2 separate regions of the Mus musculus genome follow, and region 2 is linked to region 1. A link is a contact called in public Hi-C data. All regions are on one chromosome and are shown on one strand. The core of a region is the stretch at or near the end of the contact, and the rest is flanking DNA. Distances in the headings are between cores, read along the strand shown. Region 1 holds the start of Jtb (jumping translocation breakpoint). Region 2 holds the start of Psmd4 (proteasome (prosome, macropain) 26S subunit, non-ATPase, 4).

Evidence for each region. A called contact is a pair of places that touch in the nucleus more often than the background predicts.
Region 2: a Hi-C map of B cells shows a contact between it and region 1, with 5 read pairs. The contact joins the promoter of Psmd4 here to the promoter of Jtb in region 1. A contact is called at or near these places in 1 of 39 promoter capture datasets (cranial neural crest) and 1 of 484 Hi-C or Micro-C datasets (B cells).

The regions. Positions count from the first base shown.
Region 1 is chr3:90,229,769-90,233,191 of GRCm38.p6, forward strand. Jtb (jumping translocation breakpoint) reads left to right here and starts at 1,829. Exons shown (of 5, transcript NM_206924.2): 1 at 1,829-2,272; 2 at 2,427-2,464; 3 at 2,661-2,743. The coding sequence starts at 2,190.
Region 2 is chr3:95,041,093-95,044,515 of GRCm38.p6, forward strand. Psmd4 (proteasome (prosome, macropain) 26S subunit, non-ATPase, 4) reads right to left here and starts at 1,522. Exons shown (of 10, transcript NM_008951.2): 1 at 1,416-1,522. The coding sequence starts at 1,441.

The DNA.
Region 1 (3,423 bases), core at 579-3,078:
AGATCCACTTGCCTCTGCCTTCCAAATGCTGGAATTAAAGGAATGTGCCACTAACGCTAGGCTCTAGATAAACTTTGGCACATTTGGTCTACCTCAAATCTGGAATTATTTATTTCTTTTTACTTCATTGATTTACTTAGTTTTTGAGATAGGGTCTTGTTTACTCTGGAGTCGACATGTAGGAGGCAAAGGCAGAGCTGCTACAGGCTGAAGGGCAACCAGTGCTCCACATTAAGACCCTGCCTTAAATTCAAGCAGCAAAAAGACAGTGACCCCCAAGGAAAATACCAGCTTCTTGTTTTGTTTTTCTAAACATGGTTTCTCTGATTAGCCCTAGTGGTCCTGGAACTTACTCTGTAAACCAGGCTGGCATCAAACTCAAAGATCTACCTGCCTCTGCCCCCTGAGTGCTGGCATTCAAGGGCTGTGCCACCATGCCCAGCAAGATTAACATCTTAGTCACATCCCAGGGAAGAATTTTTTTATTAAAAAAATTATTTCGCCGGGCAGTGGTGGCGCATGCCTTTAATCCCAGCACTTGGGAGGTAGAGACAGGTGGATTTCTGAGTTCGAGGCCAGCCTGGTCTACAAAGTGAGTTCCAGGACAGCCAGGACTACACAGAGAAACCCTGTCTCAAAAAAAAAAAAAAAATTATTTCGTGTGTGTGTGTGTGTGTGTGTTTGTGTGTGTGCTTTGGTGTACATCCTGTGCATGTCTGGTACCGGTGGTGTCCAAAAGAGAGTGTGTAACCTCCTGCAACTAACTGTAGGTTTGAGTCCCTGTGGGCGCTGGGAATCAAACCTGGATCCTCTGGAAGACCATCTAGACTCTTAACTACTGAGCCACCTCTTCAGAAGAACAGATTTTTTTCTCTCTCTCTTTCTTCTTTCTTTCTTTTTTTTTTCTTTCTTCCTTCCTTTGTTTCTTTCTGGACAGAAATTCAATTCTGTCATCATCTAATTCTGGCTGGCCTGAAACTTGCTATGTTTTCAAGGCTGGTCTCAAACTCTACCTACCTCCTGAGTACTAGGACTAAAGGCTTGAGCCACCACACCACCAATCGAGTCGCTGACAAGCTCCTAAATCTAATTCCAATAATACTTTCAATTTAAAATCTCTACGCTCTAATCAGGTAAAGAGGTGACAGGCCTTTAATCCCAGCTCTTGGGTCTTGAAGCCAGCTTGGTCTACAAAACAAGTTCCAGGAGAGAACTACACAGAGAAACCCTTCCTCAAAATAATAACAACAACAACAGCAACATAAAATTAAAAAATATAAGTATCAACCAACCAACCAAATAAATATTAAAAATCTGTGCTCTTAGCCTTGAGATCATTTCCTTATTTGTAGGAGCAAGGACGAGGTGAGAACTACTGAGGTTTTTCAAAGGAATAGCTCTGTGAAGCAGTTTCACACTCACAGAAGGGGAAACAGACACCGTTCATTTGCGTAGAGTCGGGTGGGAGTCCAGGGACAAGAGCAAGTTTCAAATGCGATGCAGTTTCTCTTCCCATCAGATTTCCGGAACCCAAGGTGTCAAGGATGGCCAGGGTGTTAAACCAGAAATGGGGAGGGTGTCACCTAATGGTGAGCCCAAAGTTTTGATGAAGGACCCAAGTACAGACAGAGCGGCATTTGGCCCCTTTTTATTCCTCCCGGCTCTCCTGGTTCTAAACAGACAAGCAGCTGTGTTATCAGGGAGAAGCGAACCCAGAACAAATGAGATCGCCTCTACCACCGGTCCCGCCGGCTCTGCAAACACTACAAGGACCACACTGCCGCGCGGCGCCCAGCTGAAGAGTCGCGTGATCCTGCGCAAACGCAGTGAGATGCAGTTGCCACCGAGTCCGGAACGACAACAGCAGCAAACAGACGAGAGCACCCGGGAAGAGTCGGCGTCGCCAGTGCCGGGACCAGGAGCCTCCGCGAGCAAGATGGCCGCTCCCGAGACCGAGGCCGAGGGGCACGGGCACTAGGTCCGGACCCGCGTACCCCTTTCCCGGACGCCTGCGTCCCCACAAAGACCTCGTGCTTCTAGCAAGACACCCGCATGGATTATTCTCGCTGTGGTCACGAGGCCGTTCCTATAGCGCTCTAGTTGGCCCAGACTGAGAACTCTGGCATCTGGCTGCTCGGAGCTGGAACCTCAGGGAGGTCTGCTGCAACAGGTGCGACCCTGACCGCTCCATGCTCGCGGGCGCGGGGAGGCGTGGCCTCCCCCGGGCCGGCCACCTCTGTTGGCTGCTGTGCGCTTTCACCTTAAAACTCTGGTAAGTGGGTACTGGGGAGAGGAAAGGAGATCGCAGGCGAACCCCATAGTCTACGCCCCAGAAACCAGGACACCTCATCCACAGACGTCCAAAGTGGGTATGCGCTGTCTTCTGCGAGCTCACTGTTGTTCTTACCCCCTTCCCCTTCCTGCAGCGAGGCAGAGGCTCCGGTGCGCGAGGAGAAGCTATCAGGTGGGTGATTGCCCGAGAACCCTGTACCTCTATGGCTTGTTTCTAATGTCTTTTTAGTATACCCAGAACACAGAAAAATAAGGTGCCACATGGAATGAGGGCAAGCACTGTGTTGGGAAGCTAGATGGGCAGAGCCTTTGAGAGAAATGTTTTTTGAATGGTCTTCGGCTGGCCGTTTTTCTCTCTCTCCTTTTAGTGAGCACTTCAACTTCGCCATGTTGGTTGGCAGAAGAGTTTGTGGTGACTGAAGAGTGTACTCCGTGTTCTAACTTCCAGATTGTGAGTATTTGGGTTGTTTGTTTGTTGTTTTGGTAAGCATTCCATTAATGGCTGGGCAGTGGTGGTGCACACCTTTATTCCCAGCACTTGGGAGGCAGAGGCAGGAGGATTTCTGAGTTCGAGGCCATCCTAGTCTACAGAGTGAGTTCCAGGACAGCCAGGGAGGGCTACATAGAGAAACCCTTTCTCGAAAAACCAAACCAAACCAAACCAAACCAAACCAAAAGCATGCCATTAATGTGTCTTTCTTCCTTTCTTCCCAGACTCTTAGGTTATGCTCAAATCATTTTTTTTTTTTTGGTCTGTTTCATTTTATGTATATAGGTATTTTGCCTGCTTGCATATGTATTTGGGGTGGGAGAGATGCCCTAAAAATCCAGAAGAGGTCATCAGATCTCCTAGAATCAGAGTTAGAAAAGATTGAGTTCCAATGTGGGTGCTGGGAATGGAACCCTGTTCTCTCTAAGAGCAACCAGCAACCAGTGTTCTTCACCACCGAGCCATATCTCCAGCCCTCATTTTATTTATTTATTTTATTTTGAGACAGTGTCTCACTATGTAGCACTGTCTGGTCTGGAACAACTCACCATGTAGGCCAGGCTGGTTTTGAACATTGTATTCGTTTTCTGTGGGTCATGTGCCACAGAAGTCAGAGGACAACTTTCTCTCTTCCCACCACA
Region 2 (3,423 bases), core at 272-2,771, 4.8 Mb after region 1:
GAGGGGCGTGGTGGCGCACACCTTTAATCCCAGCGCTCGGGAGGCAGAGGCAGGCGGATTTCTGAGTTCGAGGCCAGCCTGGTCTACAAAGTGAGCTCCAGGACAGCCAGGGCTACACAGAGAAACCCTGTCTCGAAAAACCAAAAAAAAAAAAAAAAAAAAAGAAGGCAGCAGCAAACAACATGGGTGCTTGGAACCAAACTCTGTGCTCTTACCCACCCAACCATCTCACCACCCTCAACAAGTAACTATTTTGTTGTTGTTTTTGTTTTATTTTACCACCTTTTGAGACAGGGCTTCTCTGCATGTCCTAGAACTTGCTCTATAGACCAGGCTGGCCTCAACCCCTAAGAGATCCACCTGCCTCTGCTGCCCAAGTGCTGGGATTAAAGGTGTGTGCCACTACTGCCCGGCCCCAACAAGTAACTTGTAAGAGCAATATTTGGGTTGGACTTAAAATTCCCTTTCATACTAAAAAATCACTCATGATTTGCTTGAAATTCAAATTTAACTGGGCATTCTGGTAGTCTTATTTTGAGACAGAACCTTGCTAGGTAGTCCTGATCATGAAAACTCCCTGTCTCATCCTCCAAGTGCAGGAAACCAAGCTTAAGCCATCCTGCATTTAGGTGGCAGTGCTAGCCAATCTCCAAATGAAAACATGGGCCTAGTGACTCAAGTTTTTAATCCTACATACTCATTCCAAGTTCAAGGCCAACCTGTGCATCTTCTCAAATAGCGACTTCAAAGCCAGTCTGAGCTACAGTGTCAAAGCTCCATCTAAAACAATAATGATGACAAATAATAAATGCAATCCAGGTGTGTGATGAGGCTCATTGGTAGAGCACGTTCCCAGCGTTCACAATGCTCTGGATTCAATTCCCAGAAAACACAAAACAAAGTCCTCTTGTAGCCCTGAAAAAAAATATGTTCTCAGCTTTCTATTTATTTTCTTGTCCTCAGTTTCTAATCTAACTCTTAATAGGTACTCATCCCAAGTATAAACCTGATAAAACCTAGTTCATCCTGCTTATCACGGCCTCTTAATTTGCTGTGTGACTACAGCGGATCCCCTAAAGTCCTTCCGACTCATTATGAGACAAGGACTATTTTCCAAGAATGCGGTTGTGAGGTTTACATGCGATAAAGTACAGAGAAAAGAAAAACTTGGAGGCGAGTGGAGGGGGCAGTTGGCCTCTGCTTTATGGGAGACCTGAAATTCAGGGAAGGGAACAGGAGTTCCCGGGCCTGCGTTCCTGGGCCGGGATGACTCAGGGAGTCGTCTGCCAGAGTCCCGCGGGCCCCGAAGCCACATCTCGCCCGGCGACCCAGTCCCCAGCCCAGGCCCTCGGGTTTCGGCGCCACGCGCACCAACAACCCAGACGCGCCCCCCAGCCACGTCCGAAGCTCCTCACCAAACCATAGTGCTCTCCAACACCATCTTGCCTCCTTCCCTCTGCGGACCGGCTCCGGGACTGACAAACAACAGCACCTCCGATTGGCCTGGTGCTCATCACCAATCAAAGAACTCAGTCTTCATGCTGCCCCGCCTCCGCGCCCCGCGGTGTGTTCTGGGACTTGTAGGCGCCACAGAAATGGAAAGGTTGGTTATCCAATAGAGTTGGCTACCTTCGCAGCAGCTTCCGGAACAGCTGTAAGCTCTCTGCACTCGCCTGGCAGCAACACTCCAGTGTGAGGCAGGAGAGCTGTAATTTACCCCCTCTTCTGCTCTCTTTCTTTTGTATATTTGGGTTTTTGATTTGTTTTTGTTGTTACGGTTTGAAAAAGGATGACAGCAATTCGCTGTGGAGCTCAGGCTAATAAACTCTATTGCTTCACCTCCCAGTGCTGTTTACAAGGGGCACACTCATGCTAAGATCTGAACTGCAATTTCCAGGCCAACGTGGGCAACATAGCTACTACGTAGTGACACTGCCTCGAACACATAACAGACACTCATGAGTGCATACACTACTGTGGATATGTCAGTCCAAGCATAATCACTTAAAAAGTGTGTCAGCATCGTTAACCACATTTTAACTTCCTGTTTCCCATTGCACTGTGTTTATGCAACTGCTACAAACACTTGTATCCTCAAATTCGATTTACCTATCTACTGCCTACCAAAAAAAAAAAAAAAAAAAATCTATGCAATTCCTAACTCCAGTATTGAGTCTGACAGGATGAAGGAATCCAGAAAAGTTTTGACCAATTAAAAAAAAAAAAACAAACCAAAAAAAATTTTTAAGCGTTTGTGTGTGTATTCAGGCCCTGCAGAGGCTGGAAGAGAATATCAAATCCGGAACTGGAGTTCCAGGCAGCTGTGAGCTGCCTGTCTTGAGTTCTGGGAACCGAACTCTGGTCCTCTAGGAAGAGCAGTAAGCGCTCTCTCATAAGCACTGAGTCATTTCCCCAGCCCGCAGTAAACACCATGTAATCACCCAAGGAACGAAGGATAGCCAGCAAGTTATTTTGGTTTGTTAATTAACCTTTAACACCAACCCTTGGGAAGCAGAGGCAGGCATCTGTGGGTTTTAGACCAGCCTGATCTATATAATGAGTTCCAGGGCAGCCAGGGTTATACACAATAAGACCTTTTCTGGGGGTCAAAGAAAAGAAGACCTGTTGGCACTTGCCTGCGATCCCACCTATATAATGGAATGATTACAAATTCATGGTCATCTTGGAAATTTAGTGAGAGAATTCTCAAAAATAAAAAGGGAGAAGGGCTTAAAAGATGTCTCATAGTTAAGAGTCCATCCTGTTTTAGTAGAGGAGTAGCATTCTGTTCCCACCATCCATATGGGGTGGCTAACAGCTGCTTACAATTCCAGCCCCAGGGGACTTGATGACTCCTTCCGGCCTCTGTGGTTATTCAAGTAAACACACACACACACACACACACACACACACACACACACACACCTACACACACCTACACATACACACAGCGAGAAAGAGAGAGAGAAACATATATACACACAGAGAGAACATACACAATACACACAGACACCTTAAAAAATAAGAACTTAAAAATGAACGAGTACCTGAGGAGGGCCTCAGTGGTCAGTGCTTGCTGAGCACAGCCAAGGCCCCAATTTCAACCCTTAGTAAAAATAAACAAACCCCAACACTACCAAAAAAAACCCCACAAAGTTCTGCCAGGCAATGGTGGTGAAGGCCTTTAATCCCAGTACTCAGAGGCAGAGGCAGGCCGATCTCTGAATTTGCTGCCAGCCTGGTCTACAGAGTGAGTCCAAGACAGCCAAGGCTACACAGAAAAACCCTGTCTCCAAAACCAAGACAACAACCACAAAATTCAAAATGCTTTGATTAATTAGTACCCCACAACCCAGGAAATACAATAGGAAATCCTGGTCCTGGTTTCTAGTTCTTGCAAATGCTTTATAGATTTTAATAAAG